Regions from separate parts of the Mus musculus genome. Here region 2 is linked to region 1. The links are chromatin contacts, called in public HiChIP or PLAC-seq maps. All regions are on one chromosome and are shown on one strand. Each heading gives the region's core, a stretch centred on a gene start, on an enhancer-like site or on the middle of the called end of the contact. The rest is flanking DNA. Distances are from core to core; before and after follow the strand shown.

Region 1 (3,686 bases), core at 536-3,035:
GAAAGACATCATGTATTGTACAGTTTAAATGCTGTGGATAAAGTTCTTCAACAGTATTGGGAGCCCTGGGGTAGAAGTATTAAGAAATAGAGACAAGAAAAGACTCACTGCATTTAGTAAAACATTTACTTAACTAAGGCTCTAGTTTTAAATGGCTCTCAATCAGTTCAGAATGTAAGTGAACTGAGAGTGTCAGCTCTGGTATGAAGATCTAAGGTCCCTAACCTTTGCTTCTAGAAGGAACCACCATCTGCATCATGGTTGACTACCAGTGAAGCAGCCATGTTCTTGCATGATGCTGGCCCTGTTTGATCCTTTAGGAGGAGGTAATTAGCAATCACAGTCCACTAAGTCTCTTCCTTAAAGACTTTAAGACTTGAAACCTAGAAAATAGAAGTCAAACATTGTCCAGGCACTAACGCTTGAATATAAAAATCAGGAGTCATAGGTGAACATGTTTCCTATACTCTGAAATGATAGAACTTGAAGCCAACATTTAGGGAGCTGCAAACGCAATAGTAGAGTATTTTATGATGTATCCTAATTCATGGTTAACATGGAATCCACTCTACCTCAGATTGTAGAACATTTTGGCATATTATGACGCTTTAGGGGGCAGGGCTTAGCTAAAGAACGTAGGTGACTGGAGTTGAGCCCTGGGGGCCAAATTATTCCTGGACCCTTTTGGGAGGCCACAAGTCAACATCAGATCTTCTCCTGGATGTGCCTCCATTTCTGAACCATGATATTCTGTTGAAAATGTAGCAAAATAAGTCTCTCCCCCTTTTCCTGTTTCTGTCAGGCTTTTTGTTAGAGTGATAGAAATAAGGAAGGCACTGGGGAGTCCCACTGGTCCCGGCCCATACCTAGAGGCTTGTTTAACCATTTCTTGGATGGAACTAATCATGAGTAGAGCAACCAGAGTCTGATGAAGACATAGGCTAGGTCACATGGATAGGGTAACAGAGCACAAATTCACAGTGCCACAGGAAGTAACTGTGGGTCTTCCATTGGATTGTAATTCCTGCACAAAGCCAGTGGCTTGTCATTTTGTCATTGGGACTGGCTAAGAAAACAACCAAACACTGCACTTTCCATATTGTTTTCAATGTTTTCCTGCCCTCAAAAAGGCATGCACATCTGTATGAATATAGATACTCTTGAATGTATTACTAGAGGACCAGACCTAGGTGACCTTTCGCATCCATCCTCATGGGATATGACATAATCTATTCTACTTTGGAAGCTGTTTACAGAGATAGGGGCCTTATTATCACCATGTCACCTTCTATTATATGATACCTTTGACGGGGATTTGGGTGTTTTCACTTTCTAAGCAGCTCCTGAGTGGGGCAACCCTCTGATAGGAATGTGTGAAGTCATACTCCAGGACTTCTCCGTCACATAGAGAAAACCCATAGCACAGCCAGGAACATTCTGATCTGAGTATTGGCCTCTTGGCCATTCCTTAAAATGTCATCTCAGGGTTTTGTATTTGTTGGGCCCTTTGGCTGGGAACATCTTTCCCTTAGACATAGCTTGATCTCTTGTTACCAGTAATTCCTAGAATGTCTCTTAATCACCAGACTTTCCCCACTCTCTCTATCTAATATTTTAAACCCCTGACCCACACCGATATCTTCCCCTCTCCACTGTTTCCTCTCATTAGCACTTACCATTCCCTAATGGGCTGTGTATTTCGTTCACTGCATTATTATCAACATTGCACCTCTGTGCTACAAGGACAGGGATGTTTATCCAATATGCTCGTAGCAAAACTCACAAGGCCTGGAAAGGTCCTTGGCAGGATGAGGCAGTCTGACACTTACTGAGGAAATGGACAGCGCCTTGGCTATTTCTACAGTGACTGGTGTCTCAAGAGTCATATTGAATCTTGATCTTAGGAATCCATTTTTCCAACAAGTTAGTGAGCCTCTACACAATATCCAAACACAAATGTCTTCCATCTGTAAATGTAACTTTCACTCTGTAGAATTGTCATCTCTGAGGCTTACTACCTCTTGTCTCCTTACCTAGGCCTAGTCCTGGAAGCTTCTAGACTTTGTACATCTTATCTAGGCCCAGAATGTTTTCAGCCTCTGATATTTACTGCTGAATATGCTCACCCTTTCTTGTTCTTTCTGAACTCTGGTTGGTTCAGCTCAGCTGCTCTAGTTCAAACTCCTCTTCTAGCTTACTGATTCCATCTGGCTTCTTTCTTATCCTCTGACTGAATTGCCCTGCTTGGCCTCATACTAACTTTGGCAATAGGCTCTAATTTTCTGGCTCCTCATTTCTCTGGCTGCTCTGTTTTCACCTGTGTCTAGCTTGTTTTCTCCCTGCAACCCATCTCTCTATAACTGGTTCTGTAAAACTGCCTCTTTCCTCTCTACTGCTCTCTCTTAAGTCACCTCTCTTTCCTTTCTGTTCTTGGGAGAGCTGAGCATCTCTTGTTCTGTCAAATCTTTCTCTGATCCATTACTTTGTCTGTGACTCAATTAAACATCACATTCAAACATGGGTGCTTTCTTCTACAAATTAATGCTATCTTCATTGTTTGAGATTAAAGATGTGTACTAAGGGAATGTCCATATTCCAGCCAGAAAGATTAAAGGTGTGTCTTAAGGTTGAGCCACACCACAACTAGAATAAGGGTTTTCCAGTAAACAACACAACCTTGGGGGTTCATACTGTGATCAAATATCCTGCAACATCCAACCGAACAGATTTCAAGCAACTTCCAAAACATCTAAAAATGTTTATCTTCCTGAGACAAGAAATAGCCTGGCCAAATCAAACTCAAGACTACCAGTTATGAATTGGCAGGGAGAAAAATGAAAGTGACAAGCCTATCTTGCCTAGCCATGGCTTTCCTAAGCCCCCAAGTCTTAGAACAAAAGCAAAGGGCTTCCCCACTGCCAACCTACCAACATTCTCTGCTTTGGCTTAGAGTCTTTCTAGCCTGAGAAAAATGGACACCAGAGGTGGGGAGTGGCCCTTGCAGGAGAGAGGTGATTCTGCTCCTTCACACAGAAGCCTTATATTTGTGTACCTTACTGACATCTAAATGCCTTCCAGATACCAGGTAGGTATGCGGTCTCAAAGGCCTTCCTAAAAGGCAATTAAGAGATGATACAATACTTCTGCCTTGGGAAAAGAAAAATCATGTTCTGACAGTATTGATAACTCAACTTTAAAAATTACATATTTTTTATTGATAAAATTGTATTAATACTATGCAATGTGGTCTCTGTGTGTGTGTGTGCGTGTGCATGTGCGTGTGTGTGTGTGTGTGTGTGTGTGTGTGTGTTTACCAAGCTATACAGTAGTAGATCTCAACGTATTTCTCCTGTCCAACTAAATTTTTCTGTCCCTCACTGAACACCGTCCCACACTTACACTGCAGTTCTTCCCTGGACACTACCAAGAATAGTTCAGAAGCTGAGTGTTTGAGATTCCACATGTAAGTGAGATGTTTGGCATCTGACTTTCTGTGCCTGGCTTATTTCACTTAGTATAACATCCCACTGATTAACCCCTGTTTCCATGGGAGCTAGCTTTCTTTAGCTTTCTTTCTTCTTTATGGCTGAAAATCTTCATACACAACATTGTCTTTATCCATTCACCCACGGAGGGATTAAAAATGTTTATTGTTTCTGGTCACATCCTTTACTTTCCCCAGCACA
Region 2 (3,686 bases), core at 350-2,849, 220 kb after region 1:
GAGACTGCAGTGGTCTTTGCAAACTTTAGCACTGGAGTTGGGAAAAGAGAATAAACAATGAAGAACAGACCTCCATCAGCCAGGGGCACAGTCAACTATCCCGGCGCTAGATACAATCCCTCCTCTTCCTGTTATTTATTCATTAGTTTTGTATTGCACCTTTCTTTTGGCTGCCTCTGTATTTCCTCCTCCGTTATCCAAGCAATCATAAACAAACTAGGATTTGAAAGAAAAGTCGGAGAGGAGGGAGGAGCAGGGGGAAGGGGAAACACACACACACACACACACACACACACAACACACACACACACAATCAAAAGGCGCAGGACTCTTTCTCTGAATATCGCCCTCAGGGTTATGTCGCAAAGCTCTGTGGTGGGAGCAGTAGGCAAGGTAGACAACCGGATCCGGGAAGCCCACTGACTGCGTCCAAGGTCCACCTATGACCACCTGAATCGCTTACTCCTGTAAGTTTGTGCGGCAAGAGGTGAGGAAGATGGGGTGACCCTGAGGCATGATGTGGAGCTGCAACTCTGATCTCCATGAAAGAAAAAAAACTTAACCCGCCCTCCTCCGCAAAATAAAATAAAATACGAAAGCCCACTGCCTTAACTCGGAAGAGGCGAGCATCTTGGTCTAGTAGACCAAAGCGCCCTAGAGCAGGGGAAGTAAGAGGCACCTGCTGGGATCCTGCAACTTCAGGCTTCCCAGATCCAGACCCCAGACCCAGCCACACTCTATAAAGTTTGTTCATCTTCTCCAAGCTCCCGGGGACCAGCTCCTGACTGGGTGGGTGAGGTGAGATGGGCTGCGAAGGTATGGAATCTCTGGCCCACGAGATCGGGGACCCCCTACGTAGCGTGTCCCCCCACCCCCATGCACACATAGTAGGGGTGTTGCAATCGAGTTTACTAATAACATCAACAAAGAATCACACGCCAGTCTCGGCTCAGTCCCGGGACTGCGCTTCACACAGCTTTTAGGGGGAGCGGGGGAGGGGACCAGGAGGGCAGAGGGAGCGCCAGCAGAGGGACAAAAAGGTGGGTAGAAAGGGCACGTAAAGAGAAGACGAAAAGAGTTGGTCGGAGACTAAGGCGCACCGAGAAGCCAGCGGGTGGGAAGGAAAGATCAGAAAGAAAGTGCAGCAGGCTAGGCGGGACGAGGGACGCGCCCGGGATGGAGAGGTGGCCCCCGCCCCCGGCCCGGTCACCTTGCTGTAGCCGTAGTACCCCAGGCACTGCGCGAAGTCCAGGCCGGCTGGGTCCCCGGCCGCCGCGGGGTAGAACCTCACATCCATGCCGGGGCCGGGGGCTGGGGGCCGGGGCTGGAACTCGCCGGGGCCGCTACCCGCCTCCTCGCGGCCGTACGATCCACCGTCGAGGACGCCCGGCCGGGGGCGCCCGGGGACAGCGCACGGGCCGTGGGACTGTAGGGGCGTCGCGCGGGGGCCGCCGACGAGCCCGGGAGCTGCGGCTGCAGCACACAAAGGCGCGGCCACGCGAGCCGCGGGAGAGCGGGAGGCGGCCCGAGGGACGCGCCCCACCGGGACACCGAAGCTGGCTGCGCGCGGGCCGGGCGCCCGGGGCGCGGGGCGCAGCGCGTGGGCCCGGGACGGCCGGCGAGCTCAGGTGCGCGGCGAAGCTGGGACGGCGGCGGCGGCAGCGGCGGCGGCTGGCCCCGCTCCTCCTCCCCGGGCGGACTGAGCCGAGGAGCCGCGGAGACAAGGGGCCCGGCCCCTCCCCTGCCGCTCCCCCTCCTGCCGCCGCCGGTCCCCTCCCCGCGCCGCTGCCGCTCCGCCCCTCCCACCGCGGGCAGCTGGCGCGCCGCCCGCCCCGCCGGTGCGCTCCGCCGCCGACCGCCTCCGGGCTCGCGCCCCGCCCCGCGCCCCGTGCAGCCCCGGCCACCGCGCGCTCCTCTCCCGGCCTCTCACCGTCCCACCCCTTCCCTCCCCGGTCCTCTTTGTCCCCGCGGCCTCACCGCTCTCCCCGCTCCCGGGCCTCCCTCGGCCTCCCCGCTGCTGCCAGCACCGTCCCTCCTCGAGTCCCACTCTTCTCCCGTGCGACCCTCGCTTCCCTTGGCCCCAGCATCCCAAAACCGTCCACTTCTCACCCAGCCCTCTCTTCTGCCCCTACCACCTCGTCCCAGTTCTTGCTGGTGGGGGACCTGTTTCCCAATCCCTCTACCCTACTTACTCTTCTACTTGGATATCCCCGGTATAGACTCAGCCCAGAAACTAACCTGTGCAGGTGGCTCCTGAGCCAGGAGCCGGAACCCCATGTACACCTGTGGTCTTTACCAGAGGGGTGTTAGGGCCTGACCTTTCACAAGTAAGCAGACTTGAAGCTTCCCAGGTTAAGCCTCAAGTCCGGTCTCTTTGTATTTTCTTTACTCTTGTTTGTTTTCGAAAGGCATTTGAGTAACTGGATCTAGGCGGATCACTCGCTGCTCTCCTAGAGAAAATGTCCCTCTTTTCCTAAAAGGTTCTGGGTGATTAACTTCCCCACGCTGCACCCACCCACCCTCTTATTTCTTTCTCTTTCTTTTAATCTACATTTCTCTCCCCCCACCCTCCGCCCCCATACCCCCACCATCACCACCACCCTTGGCTTTATTGCTCTGAGTTAATTTGAAAGTTTGGCCTTCAGCCTTGGCGCTAGAAAATGTTGGCTGAGCTGTGAGATCTCCCTTTCTCGGTTCAGTTATCTGCGAACTACTTTGAACTAGAAGGGAAAGATGTTAAACTATTTCAACTGACAGTCTCTAAAGGTGTGGGGCCTGGATCACTTCGCTGGTCTGGGACCTGAACTTTTCCAGACATGCACGGATTTCTAAGTGTTCTCCAGCTTGCAACACCTATGTGTACCTTCCTTCACTCAATACTATACTTCAGGAACCAAGCAAGAAAAATAAACTTCAATTAGGTGGAAATGTGTGTGTGTGTGTGTGTGTGTGTGTGTGTGTGTGTGTGTGTGTGTGTGTGTGTGTGTGTGTTCTTAGCAGAAACTTGTCAGGGGACTGCCTAAGAGAGCCCTGTGTATTCAGAGAAGGAACAACTCCCCACATTGTCACTGGGTTGACTCTTAATTCCCCCCTCCTGAAGAGGCTTTGGTCCCCTCTCCTGAGTCTCCATTTACTGTTGACAACCCAGCGGCGCTCCCTAATGGCCCAGCGGGTTGCACAAATTGGCAGTGTGCTGAGATGTTATCAGGACAACACCCCATTGAGTAAGTTCTTGAAACGGTGAAGTGGAGGCCCTTTCTCTGGGCCACTGGGCGCCTGTGGCCTTTCCACCAATCAGAACTAGAGGTTGCAGTGGCCACCTGTTGTCCCGAAAGAGAACATCTTTTAAGTTTCACTATGAGTATCTAACAATAGTGGCAAAGTGCAGGGTCTGACCAAGGGAGAGAAGAAACCGCTGGCCCAGGGTACCAGAAAAGAATATTCCTACCGGGTAACCCTTAAAGGGAGCAAGCATCAAAGGCCGGGCAGATGAGCTTTTCTCTCTGCACACTCCTATCTCTCCCTCACCTTACAGTCTATCTGCCTTGCATCTCAAGCAATCTGAGCTTGATTACAGAGGATGAAGTAAAGTATAAACAAAGTTGCCGAGGGAGAACCTGAAGTTGTAATCAGACCTCCTGAATCTGGCACATAAATACTCTGCTGCAGAAATCCCACTAGCTGCA

Evidence for each region. HiChIP or PLAC-seq counts read pairs in DNA pulled down with a chosen protein or histone mark.
Region 2: a contact with region 1 is called in an H3K27ac HiChIP or PLAC-seq map of heart atrium, with 6 times the contacts expected there. The contact joins the promoter of Tox3 here to the enhancer-like site in region 1. A contact is called at or near these places in 5 of 39 promoter capture datasets (3T3-L1-derived adipocytes, cranial neural crest, embryonic stem cells and 2 more), 1 of 484 Hi-C or Micro-C datasets (cerebellar granule neurons) and 7 of 115 datasets of contacts at active chromatin or transcription factors (astrocytes, embryonic forebrain, embryonic stem cells and 2 more).

The regions. Positions count from the first base shown.
Region 1 is chr8:90,131,391-90,135,076 of GRCm38.p6, forward strand. No RefSeq gene overlaps it. Among named protein-coding and RNA genes, the nearest start is that of Tox3, 220 kb to the right of the region's middle. Within about 2 kb of position 1,786, at least 3 of the 459 cell types and tissues checked have an H3K27ac peak or open chromatin away from gene starts, as enhancers often do. A contact at or near this core is called in heart atrium, where this site is marked.
Region 2 is chr8:90,346,653-90,350,338 of GRCm38.p6, forward strand. Tox3 (TOX high mobility group box family member 3) reads right to left here and starts at 1,600. Exons shown (of 7, transcript NM_172913.3): 1 at 1,211-1,600. The coding sequence starts at 1,297.